Regions from separate parts of the Hordeum vulgare genome. Here region 2 is linked to region 1. The links are chromatin contacts, called in public Hi-C maps. All regions are on one chromosome and are shown on one strand. The core of a region is the stretch at or near the end of the contact, and the rest is flanking DNA. Distances in the headings are between cores, read along the strand shown.

What was found. A called contact is a pair of places that touch in the nucleus more often than the background predicts.
Region 2: a contact with region 1 is called in a Hi-C map of leaf, with 5 times the contacts expected there. The contact joins two enhancer-like sites. A contact is called at or near these places in 4 of 6 Hi-C or Micro-C datasets (leaf and seedling).

What each region holds. Positions count from the first base shown.
Region 1 is chr3H:595,060,235-595,066,819 of MorexV3_pseudomolecules_assembly, forward strand. No RefSeq gene overlaps it. Among protein-coding and RNA genes, the nearest start is that of LOC123445478, 14 kb to the left of the region's middle. Within about 2 kb of position 3,062, at least 3 of the 3 cell types and tissues checked have open chromatin away from gene starts, as enhancers often do. A contact at or near this core is called in leaf and seedling, where this site is marked.
Region 2 is chr3H:595,394,221-595,400,805 of MorexV3_pseudomolecules_assembly, forward strand. No RefSeq gene overlaps it. Among protein-coding and RNA genes, the nearest start is that of LOC123440929, 61 kb to the right of the region's middle. Within about 2 kb of position 3,046, at least 3 of the 3 cell types and tissues checked have open chromatin away from gene starts, as enhancers often do. A contact at or near this core is called in leaf and seedling, where this site is marked.

The DNA of each region.
Region 1 (6,585 bases), core at 1,812-4,311:
GTGGTCTTCCTTCCTTGATGGCGCAAGGAGGCTGTTGGTGTGTCGGCTGGATCTTGCCGTGTGTGCAACTAGCGGTGGTGGTGAGCTACGGTTTGTGATGTGATGGGAGGTTGGTGGCGGCGAGCCGTTTGGACACTTGCCTACCAGTGCTTGGATAGAGGCCGGGACGTGACGATGATTCTTTTTTTAGATCAATCGGGAGCCGGCCTGGCCATTCCTTCGGTCTAACCCAGCTGATCGGTTCGGTTTCTCGGGTTTAGAAACACTTCGGTTTCTAATTTTGTTGACCGATTAGTCTTTTCAAAAAGTACTTTCTTCGTTCTAAAATAATTATCTCAAGCTTAATATAACTTTATACTAAAGTTAGTACGAAGCAAAAACATTTATTTTAACCGAGGCTTTAGTCAAGCGAAAAATCGGTTCGGTTATCGGTCAGGACCGGAGGGGACCGAAGAAACACAAGGTGTGCATGGGATACTAGCGCTACAATCTCTACTTCGTATATTCTTGTAACTAGCAAGACATGAAGTTTGACAACGCTCTTGCCACATTGGGCGCAAATTTTTAATTTATTTACGCGCATGTATTGTTTATCTTGCTAGCTTAGTTGACTTCTATTGAATTGATTATCTTGATTCTTTAACTCAGGAAAACATTTTGTTGATGTACTACCTCATCCTTTCTCTTTAAGGACCCTAAGAGCAATTTTAGCAGACCCTGTATAATCACGACCTGCAAACGCGTTTTGCAATTCGCTGCAGAACAGAACCCGCATAATGAAACTGCATAATTTGAAAAGTAAACATTCGCGGACGAAATTGGAACCATAGTCATGATCATACAACACTACATTCAGTACTAGAGGGGGCATCACCTACTGGAGCTTATCGGAGCTCACCAGAGCTACTACCTATCCTACCGCACTACGCAAAATGAAGCTCACCGGAGTCGAGCTCGTGCAGTAGTAGATATCCTACATTCAGTCGCCGTCCTCGTCGGAGGAGAGCTCGACGTAGATGCGCTTCTGTGCAGTCGCTTCGTGGCGCCACTCCTCCACCTTGTGGCCGAAGGCTATGGCCAACGCGACACCCTGCTCGTAGAGCACGGTGTCGATCTCCTCCTCCCTCTGGCGGCGCTGCTGGTCCTCTTCCGCCTCTCGTGCACTTTGTGCCAGCATCACGGGCAGGAGGCTATCCGCCTCCGCCGGAGGGAGGAAATCCTCCGGTCCGACGACGGCCCCGGCACGTCGCTCCGGTACCGCCTCGGCCTCCGGCTCCATCTTCATCGATAGGAGCTCTTCGAGCTCCCTCTTCACCGATGGAAGGGAGGAGGACGAGCGCGAGCTCGACGCCCCGATTGAGCTGCTGCCGGAGAAGAGGCGGTTGCGTGGGCGGTCGTAATCCTCTGTCTCGCGACGGAGGAGCGACGGCGGCGGCGTCAGGCCCCACCGCGTGTACCGGCGGGCGGTGCGCTTACGGACGGCGTCGGATCTGACGCGACGAGCCCTCTCCGGGCCGTCGTCCCTACGACTACCGGAGCTGGCCATCAAGCGCCGTGGATTGGAGCGGCTACGCGGTGGAATGAAGGCGTGCAGCGGCGGGTTGGAGGCGCCGACGGTGAGTTAGGGGGGGGGGGGCTTTTCGCGGCGGCGGATTGGAGGCGCCGACGGTGAGTTAGGGGGGGGGGGGCTTTTCGCGGCGGCGGAGGGATAGAGTTTCGACCCGCATCCAGCGGTCGAACCCGCAATTATACCGGTCGAGCGATCGCGTTTACGGACCACCGCAAAAAAAATTCAGACTGGGCCGCGTTTGTGGTGTCTGCTCTGACAGAAAAAATAGCCTAAACCCGTATAGTCGCCGGATTTTTTACGGGCCGGTCGTTTTGTGGGGTCTGCTAGAGTTGGTCTAACAACTCTTGCAGGAGTAGCACTTGACCACCTCAAACTTATGACCGTCGAGCTTGACAGGAAGACAAGATGTGGAACGCAGACGCAACCAAGGCTGGCGAACAATTAGAGTAGGTAAAAATATATCTCATGTGTACTTTTGTTCAGTTTACAGATTAAAACATATAATGAATTTGATCCGGTTTAAATAAAATCTTTGAATTTGCATGAAATTTATCCGATCTATTCAAATGTGTTCCTGTGTTTTATTGCTAGGGTTGGATGGTCGTCTCCCATCCGACGGATATTGTGTCCGTTTGAGGGGGTCCTTGTAGATGCCATGTGTGTTTCTTAGAGCATTTTAACAGACCCATTATAAAGCCTCACCGCGTAAAATAAGTTTGCGCGAAAAATGCAAGTTGGAGGAGTGGATAGTGTCATTTTGCAAGTTCTAGGACTAAAGTATCACGTCCAATACAAGTTGTACGATCCGTGGTCTTATTACCTCTAAATTGAATGGAAAGATTGCCACACAGATCGATAGTAACACGAACCGATCCAATCGTTATATCACTTCACAATAAAATATGCATTAATCTGAGCCAAAACAGGAGGGCGTACGATGAGCACTGAGCAGACACGGCACATGCATGCACGTAGCAAGTTTAATCCAAACAAACACGAGCCTGATTGGCTATGTAGACTAGTGTGAAGTACTGGCATCTACTAGACTACTACTAGAATTAAGAAGTGATACTACTCCTCCTCTAGGCTCTGGAGGTGTGTGCACGGGACATGAGGGAAGCGAACAAACAAGATCCTGAAGAATCTCACGCCATGCCGCTTTGGCGTATGCTGCCAAACACATGCACAAACACAAAAGAGAGCCTCGGAGGACAAGCACGTCTGTATTCCGCGGTTGGCATGGCGCCTTGCTCCTCATAATCGTATCGGCCAGGAGAGGAGATGTCCAACGTGCAAATGCATACAAATCGTACGAAACCGTATGGGGTCGGTGTGGATGGCGTTTTGTTGTGGTTCAGAAACCGACCGGCGCCGACGCACGCGGCAACGCTCCAAGAGGAGGGCCTGGTGACGGGGACACGACACGAGCAGGTGGTGGGCGGTGGATGGATTTGGATTTTGGAGAGCCGCCTGCGATGCGTCCAAGGAGACGCCTGGAAGCCGATCGACGGCCGCGGCCAAGCACGCTTTTGGCTCCTCTCTTTGTCCGCGTAGCGTATGGATTCATTTCATATAATACTCTACTAGCTCTAATGCAAAATTGTACTAAACTTAACACAGTTATTTTGGGACGGAGGGAGTCCTCACTTTTGTTTGTTTGTTTGTTTGTTTCGTGTGGCCAGAAGCAGCTCTTGCATTGTACTCTTGGCACGTCTCTTTCGTGTCCTCTACCACGCCGGACAAGTGCAAGTGGGAGAGGCCAGCGATAACTCCAAATTCATTCATGTTTGGACGCTTTTGGACGTGTTTCGTTACAAGTTACGAGGCCCTACTACTCCCCATCACCCGTGCCAGTGCACCTGTTACAAAGACCATGTTTGGATGCTAGTATTAGAGTTGGTTAGATTGAACTCATTTATCGCTTAAAAATCTAAATAAATGGGTTAGAGTTGGTTAGATGTATCTAACCCATTTCAAAAATCTAACCCATCCAAGATATGCTTTTTTGGGTTAGAGTTAGGTGGGGTCCAGAAAAAATTACTTTTCTTTCTTTCTCCACCACACAAAATTCTAGATAAAAGAGTCAAATGATTGAAAAAAGTGCATTTGTTCACAATCAAACCCTTTCATCCAAACACCTCTTTGGTTAGAGTTAGTTTAGAATTAGTTTAGAATTAAAATATAACTCTAACCTCTAACCGAATTAGAATATCCAAACATGGACAAAGTTCAAGAAAGGATATCAATTCTTTATAGGGCATGTTACGCGTTGGACCTGCGGATATTTTTGAAAGACCCGCCGTCCCGCGAGTCGTCCGATCCGTTGATGCAACCTGTATGTATTGTTCTTTTACAACCTGTTCTTTATTGCGAAACCTTCGCTTATCTAATTTTGTGTACGTACATCACGTTGCAAAACCTTCTTTTCTTTAGTTTCTTACAATAAAACTAGCGTTGCCCAAATCTTTTCTTCTTTAATTTTCCCAAAACAAGACTCCCATTGCAAAAGTATCAAGAGTCTTGTGTGGATTTAAGAATTGATAGCAGTAGTAAAAGCATCTCCAACAGCCGCGCTTTGCGCCGCGCTCAAAAAATTTATTGCCGCGCGCGCTTCGGCTGGTTTGGCACGTCGCGCAGCGCTGGCTCCAGCAGCAGCGTTAAAATGCAGCGCGCGAGCGCCGCTCCAGCAGCGCACAAAAATGCAGCGCGCGCAAAAATGCAATGAACATGTGATGAATTTGACACAAATAAGTTGATGCATAAAAGTTCATGCCCACAAGTTCATCCAACCAAGTTCAAAATGCAAACAAGTTCAAGACATATAAATGAAAGACACATCAATCATCATCTTCCTCGTCTTCGTCCTCATCTTCCGAAGACGATTCTTCCGCCTCCGTAGATGAATCTTCCTCCCTAACCTCATCACGCACCGCATCACGTGAAGCTCCGGCGGTGTTGGCAAGATCTTCAACGGCGGCCGGAGGTGCACCCATGCCTCCCATGGCGGCCGGAGGTGCACCCATGCCTCCCATGAGAGAAGCAAAACTCATGCCTCCCATGACGGCCATAGCGTCGGAGGGTGCTCCAAAGCCACCCATGCCTCCCATGGAGGCCGGAGGTGCACCCATGCATCCCATGGCTCCAAAGCCACCCATGCCTCCCATGGCGCCGAGGCCACCGCCACGCATGGCGCCAAGGCCACCGCCACCCAAGCCGCGGATCATGGCTCTTTTTTGGATCACGACTTCCTCACGGGCAAGGTTGACATATTCCTTTTGCGCATCATTGAACAAAGATGTGTCCAAGAAGAACAAGTGCTTCTCCCATTCCAACAACTTAGCTCGCTTCTCCATGCCCACCTTCCTCTCCTCCAATGCCACTTTCCTCTCCTCGGCGGCCACCCTCCTCTCCTCGGCCGCCAACCTCCTCTCCTCGGCCGCGGCATCTTGGTTCCTTGCCATTTTCCTCACCTCGTTGACTTCTTTTCTTGCCTTCACAATAGCTTCCATAGCATTTGTGAGCTCATCATCTCCTTTCCTCTTCTTCTTTTCGGTTTTGTCCTTCTTGCACCCATCCGGTCGTTTTGGTTTCGAGTATGAAACCGAGTTGGGTGTGGGGCTTCTCTTGCCGTCATCACTTGATGCATCATCCTCCTCCTCATCATCATTCAACTCAATTGTTCGCTTGCGTTTGTTGCTCAAATGCAAATCATCCAAATCTTCACGCTTCTTCCATTTCTCATCATCCTTCAACACTTCATAGCAATGAGGCAAGGTAAAGATCTTTCCTTTCTTGATCTTCCCCTTCTTGGTTGTCCTCGTCTCTTCTTTGAACAAGTTTTGTGCAATGTTGTACTACAAGAAAAACAAAACAAGTTAGCACTTCGGACACCAAAAACAAGTATGATGAACATGTATGAGATGCCACTTACTCTATCATCCTCATTTGTGCCACTTGGGTTAAGCTTATCAACTGTCTTTTGTGCGGCCGCCCACTTTTGACAATCCGAATTGATTGTCGACCATCGGGACCGAAGTGATCTCTCGGAGCGGTCAATTCCACTCACGTTCTGAGCATCAAAGTATTCTTTCATTCGCCCCCAATAAACATATCTACTTGCAACCAAGTATTGCATAGTAATTTGTCATCGTTGGTGGTGTAATTGCCCGCTCTTCCTTTCGGCGCCACGACAATGCCCTCACCCTCCTTGTCCACCTCAAACTCATGGTCGTCCAATATGGATGTCATTGGTTTGAGACCAATGCGAATTGTTGGACCCAACACCCATAGTTTACATGTATGCATCATCGTTGAGACCACAAAGTTTTTGAACAATGCAAATATAAGCTATCTATATGATGAGGCATTGAAAAAATAACAAGAAAATAAAAGTTGGAATTTTTTTCACCTTGGGGGTATTTCGTCGAACACGTGGTGCGCGTCGGCTGCCGGCTCAACGAGTGAGCTCGCCGGCGCTTCGGTAGACGCCGCGCCGGTCCGCCGCCCTGCAATCTTCTTTTCGCCTTCGAGCTCCCGGAACCGTCCGCCGCCTTCTTCTTCACGGATGTTTTTCCTTTCTTCGACCCCGCCGTATTGGGGAGCTTCGACGGTGCGGCGGCGGCACGGGACGGCGCCGGCGCTACGCCACCTGTCTGGTCATCCGCGGCGGCAAGAAGAGGCTGCGCGCGAAGCCGACGGTCGGCGGAGCTCCGGCAGTGGCGGCGCCAACGCTCGCCGCGCTAGGGTTTTCGGCGGCGGCGGGGGGCTCGCGGCTGTACAGCGGGGTGAGCGGGGTGCCGGTCTGCGCGTCCATGGTGGCAGCGGCGTTGACGCCGGCGCGCGCGGTGCGAAGGAGGAAGAAAGAGAGAGAGTTCGCGCGCGCGCTCGAGTCTGTCGCGCGCGGAAGTGAGCGCTCCAAATTACCAGCGCGGGATAAGGCGATGGACAACGCGCCCAACTTGTTATAGCGCGCGCGCGGTGGAGCATCCGGCCGCGTCGCGCGCGCGCTATAAATG
Region 2 (6,585 bases), core at 1,796-4,295, 330 kb after region 1:
TCCATGTTGACACTCTTCAACCGATGGTTGGAGTACCCCAAACAGTTTGTAGCGTGCACACATATGGGCCGATTCAATGCCATGTTACTCATTTGTTCGATTGTGGTTCTGTTTGCTGATGTGTTTGTTTAATTCTTTTTCTTTTTGCCTTTTTCCATTCTCTTATTTCTTCCCTGTTTTCCTTGGTTTCTTTGGTTTTTGCCGTTATAGTTTCTTTTCTTTGTTTCTTTAATGGTTTCTTCGGTTCTTCTTTTCATTCTCATTACCTTCTTTTTTCTTTTGTTGTTTTGTTCCTATCTTGGTTTTTAAGAGGGTTTTATTTTGTTTTTCGTTGTTTCTTTACACTACAGTTTTAATAGCTCTAAGACCTAGTTTAAACAATTTTACACTAGAGTTCTATTAGTTCCATGACCTAGTTCATGTAATTTTACAATAGTTATACTAGCTGCATAACCTAGTCAAATAATTTTACACTAGAGTTGTACAAGATATATAATCTATTTAATGTAATTTTACACCAAAGTTGAACTATCTCTATAACCTATATCAAATAATTTTACATTAGAGTTGTACTAACTCTATTAAATAATTCAATTTTTTACACTAGAGTTGCAATAGGTATTTGTCCTAGTTTAAATAATTTTACGCTAGAGTTGAATTAGCTCTATAACCTAGTTCATATAATTTTACATTAGAATTTAACTAGCCTTATAACGTAGTAAAATTTCTTTTACACTAAAGTTGTACTAGATTTTTGGCCTAATTCAAATAATTTTACACTAGAGTTGAACTAGTTCTAAAAACTACTTCAAATAATTCTATATAAGAGGTTAACTAGCTCTATAACCTAGTTCAAATAATTTTATTTTAAAGTTTTAGTAGCTCTAGAACCTAGTTAACATAAGTTTACACTAGAGTTCTACTACTTCTATGAACTAGTTCATGTAACTTTACAGTAGAGTTGAATTAGCTTCATAACCTATATCAATTAATTTTGCACTATTGAACTAGCTCTATAAGTTAGTTGAAATAATGTTACACTAGAGTTGAACAATCTTTATCACCTAGTTTAAATATTTTTACAATAGTTGTAAAAGTTCTTTGACCTAATTTAAATAATTTTACACTAGAGTTGAACTACTTCTATTACCTAATTCAAATATTTTTATACTAGAGTTGTACTGGGTCTTTGATCTAGTTCAAATAATATTACAGTAGAGTTGTACTAGCTTTATAACCTAGTTCAAATATATATTTTTACACTAGAATTGTGTTAGCTCTATAACCAAGTTAAAATATTTTTACATTGGATTGACCTAGGTCTATAATCTAATTCAAATAATTTTACAATAGAGTTGTGCTAGCTTTATGACCTAGTTCATATAATTTTAACACTAAAGTTGAACTAGCCCTAAAACCTAGTTCAAATATTTTTACACTAGAATTGTACTAGGTCTTTGACTTAGTTCAAATAATTTTACACTAGAGTTGAGCTAGCTTTATAAACTAGATCAAATAAGTTTATACTAGACCTCTGCTATTGCAAAAGATACCTTTCATATATCATCATGGATTTTTTTATTTTGTTTTACTCTCGCATTCCTACTAATTGTCGATGTAGGATAAACCTTCCAGGTTATTTAAGGTTTATCCTCCATCACCATTGCGTCCCCATGACAAGTGGCAGTGGTATAAATGACATTTGGTTGCAAAGGGGCCATATACCCCTCTGGAACCACATCCACATGCTCATTTTGTAAGTCCTCCGTTGGAAATAGATCCTCACAAATACTTTCTAATGCCGTAACCCCAAGAATATTAATATCGGAATCATTCATAGGTTTTACTGTCGCAATGTTTCTAATTAAATCCAAAGCTTTGTCCGCTTCTAAATCTAATAGATCATTAATTGTTTTGGTGGTTTCTTTGCCATTACTACGAGGAGATATCCCTAAGTTGGTGGCTTTATCAATAATTGCATGCTCAGTAAAGTGAAGAATAGAACAACTATTATTTACCAACATACATGTATTTGTTTCGGTATCTCAAAGCTTGGCGACCCTCATAGCACGCCCCATTTGTATGTCGTCTCCATCCAACTAGGCCTGAATTCCGTGACTAAAGCGCCTGCCATCGAACATAGGGTCATGAATCCCTCCAAAAGCGATTACATCCTCCATAGACATGCCGGCCGGGATATGGCCGCCTGCCATATGGCCGAACGGGGCCGATGCACTGGGAGATATCGACCTCCTAGGATGAGCTCCCGGTGCGCCATCCACCTTGATATCCGGTGCGCTATGCTCAGCCGATTAGCCCTCCACACCAACCAACACGTATATCTCGTGTGTCATATTGGTCGAACGTGGTGAGGTGGACCGAGGTGAAGGTTATGGCGTTTCTTGTAGGGCTAATATTCAATAATTTTTTGTATATGTATTTATGAGAATTGTAAAATGGTTGATTGACATTTTTTGAAATGCAAGGTTAACATGTCTTATTAGATGGTCAAATTTTTTAATACACATTTAAACATTTGTAAATGCTTGATTCACATTACTAAGATACAATATTAACATTTTTTAATACACGGTCAACATTTTTCTATATACATTTAACATTTATTAAATTCTTAATTTTTTTCAAATTCAAGATATAAATAGTGATTTTATTTAAACATTTAACATATTTGAAATGATTGATTAATTTTTTTTAAAATTTTGTTTTTTAAAATGCTTGATAATTTCTAATACATAATCATATGTTTTTATACACATTATATTTTTTGTATACATGATAACATATTATGTATGTACATTTAACATTTTTCAAATGTTCGGTTAATTTTTGTTTTCAAATGTGTTTATGTAAATAATTTCTTAAATATGTATTTGCAGAATATATGGAAGTAAGAAAAAGGAAATGAACGGAAATAAAAAAATGAAAATAATAATAATGAGCATGTGGCCTCCTATGAGCTGGGCTGGTCTATCTGATGGTCGCCTTTACGCGAGCGAACGTCCTAATTGGCGGCCCATCCCGTGCGATGTGATCGGTCGGTCTGCTCAACAGCGGGCATCACATACACTTCGAACCAATGGTTGACCAGTTGACCGGTCAACCACCAACATTAAGAAAAACAAAAAATGTATGAGAAAAATAAAATTAAAAAAATTGGGAAAATGTTTTTAATTAATGCTAGTTCACAGATTTGAAATAAAAAATCCGAAAAAGTTCATGAAATACGAAAAAGTTCATGATCTGGAAAAAACGTTCACAAATTTGAAAGAAGCACAAAAATGTAAACGGTTCATGTGTTTGGAAGAAGTTCATCAGATCTCCTAAAAAGGTTTCACGAATTTGATAAAAGTTCATCAATTTAGAAAAAAAATGATTGTTTCCAAAAATGGTCAATTTTGAAAAACAAATCTCTAACTTTTAAAAAAGTTCACCGGATTTTCATGGAAAAAATGGTGGACTTTTATAAATTTCATGAATTTATATTTTAAAAACCACTAATTTGAAAAAAAAAATCATCAATTTTGCAAATATTTCAAGGATTTTCAGAAAAGGTTCATAAAAACTGAAAAATTTCATGAATTTGAAGAAACCAATTAAGTAAAGAAAACATTTTTTTAAAGACTGCCAAAAATAACAAAACCTCAGAGAAAAAACTCATATAGGGACTCGATGCTTTTTTTTTCTGACCCCACATTTGCATCAAGAAAGAAATGCTATGTGGTTATAAGAACCATGTTGGTGCAGTGGTAAATGCCACTGTGATGTCATGAGCCGGAGCCACACAGTTCTTCGAACATTAGAATGAAGAAAAGAATAGTCCGAGCCAAGAACGACAGGGGATGTGCGCCAAGTAGCAAAAAGTACTACTCCCTCCGTCCCAAAATAAGTGTCTCAACTTTGTACTAGCTCTAATACAAAGTTGTACTAGGTTTGAGACAGTTATTTTGAGACGGAGGGAGTACAACGGGCGATGTGGCGCCATATAGGAATTGCCATAAGCGTGACAAAGGGGGCACCCTGTTAGTAGTCTCCTTTGGTCACAGATAACTGCAGTGGTTATGACACCCAGGGGTTAGAGAGCTGCCCTGAAGGCAAAGTGGGGCAGGCATCAAATTCAAGTGAACGTCACGTGTCCACTTAGCATCCATGTACCACGATGACGTGGACCAACCATTGGCCAAATGCATCGAAATCAAGTGAACATCACATGTCCACTGAATATCCATGTACAACATCATGATGACCAACCATTGGCCAAATGCATTGAAAGAAATAACTGCACATACCCACCTTGGCAATCGAATCTAAAAAAGAAGACCATGGCAGCCGGAGTGTATATATATGGTCACTATGGACATTCTAAACTATAGTCTAAGAAATCTCACCTCTTTCTAGCAACGGAAAGATAGACCGGCAATCACTAATATTCACAACGAGATCATGCGCCATTCGACCCATCAGTTATGATATATCAAGAACTAAAATCAAGGGATTAGAAGGCATCGGGGATTAACACCAAACTTTGGTCATCATGGATACCGCAGAAAAGAATTCATGACGATTAGAAAATGTCAATGGAACCACAGCAAGTCCCATATCAAGAACTAAAATAAAGGGATTAGAAGGCATCAGGGATTAACACCAAACTTTGATCATCATGGATACCGCAGAAAAGAATTCAGGACGATTAGAAAATGTCAATGGAACCACATCAAGTCCCATGCCGATCATTTTGTATCCTAACCATGCATCAGTTGTGCAACTAGGCTCTTTCATTTCCTTTTGCCCTGTTAGGTCGTTCCTCGATTCTTGCATCTACGTGAGGAAGTATTTCCGGAGATAAGAAACAACAATAGCAACATTCATCCTCTTACACAAAATTCACTTGAACGAGAAGTGTGGAGGGCCTACTGTCCTCATCAAGGAGTGTCATATCCGTCCGGATATCCCCGTCGATCAGCATGAGCAATGCGTTTAGTGGCAGGACTGCGTTTAGGGCGCCTTCCTCTCTTGGTAGGACCGGGCCGTGTTTTATGTCTCTGCATGGAATGGCCGCCGGCCGCCATGTATAGGTTTAATACTACCAAAACCTACCGGCGTCTTGACATTAGCTAGGCATATCAATCCATGTATTGTGTAGGGTAACATTCTTTCTACCATCGTTTAACTAGTTCGTTTTTGTTTTAGGCTCAACTTGCTAGCCGCTGCATGCTAGCGCATGTGTTGTGTCTGTTCATAGCGTGTGCATCTTCCCGTTTTGGTTCAGATTAGCCAATAGATTTTGGCAGGAATGATTAAGTGATCTGCGGACTGATTAATTGGATCGCTTTGGCGTTTATCCATCAACCGTCTTTCCATCTTTCCGTTCAATCGAATCGTAGCAAAAATGGCAGGTTGCATTTGGTGAAAAGGGGATAAACCCAGATGCGACTTAGTTCCTCATGAGTTACGCCAACATTTTCGAGCTAACTTGCTGACAAGCTGATCGAGAGCCGGTGATTAGTGGCATCGAAAATTTTCTTGTCAGTGGAAGAATGCAATTACTGGTTCCTCCTACTTGATGCACAAAACAAATCCACGGAATATGGTGATGACAGAATCAATCCACGGAATTTGTCTTGCTCTCTATGAATTGCACTACCCACTGTACGGACGTAGGGACGTGCTAGATTGCTGATAACCTAGGCGCCTAACTGCTCGTAGAGGAGCTCTTCCATTGCTCATTCTTGTGTTGCCCTCCCAAACACCTAATAAATATGTAAAACTCCAATAAATAAATCAAACGAACGGCGAGTCAGAGAATTTATGTTATCAAAGGCTAAAACTAATGTCCAGTATTTCACTTCGGAACATGCCAGGACAACTCAGTATGTCTTTTAAGCAAACAACTCAAACTAGAGTTAAGCAAATTAGTAGAATTGCATATTGTGCCTGCTTGCTCCGGGCCTTGTTTATTGTTGGTCTTATCTTGTCTTTATTGTCGGATGTCAGTCCATGTGCTACTTAAACCTTTCTTAATTAGTAATGGGATAAATCGCAACTCTTGTTTTCGTTTCAAAAAATTATATCGTACTCCCTCTGTTCCTAAATAATTGTGTTTAGGGAATACTAATCTAGTTCTCTCTAACTACAGTTATTTAAGAACAGAGGAAGTATCTTCTTGTGACCTTTGGCTCATGGGCCATCTACTAGACAAAAATTCGTATTCATGTTCAACATGTCATAAATCGGTAATGCGCCTCCCTCCCCCCCTCTGGCCCTATTCCCCTTTCTCTGTGTGCAGGCATAGGGGAGATAAAGAAGCAAAGTGCATAATACAAAAACGCCAGCGATAATGCCTTTATCTCGTGTTTTTGTGTTTGGTCTTTTATTTCTAGGAAAGAGTTTTCTTTCCGATTGTATGTTGGTTTTTCATTTCCTAAATGGTATTTTATTTGATGTTCAAGAATTTAAAAAATATTTTAACCTTTTTACTACTCCCTCCGATCCATATTACTTATCGCTCTAGGATACATCCGTTTCAGTGCCAAGTAATATGGATCGGAGGGAGTAAATGACATCTAC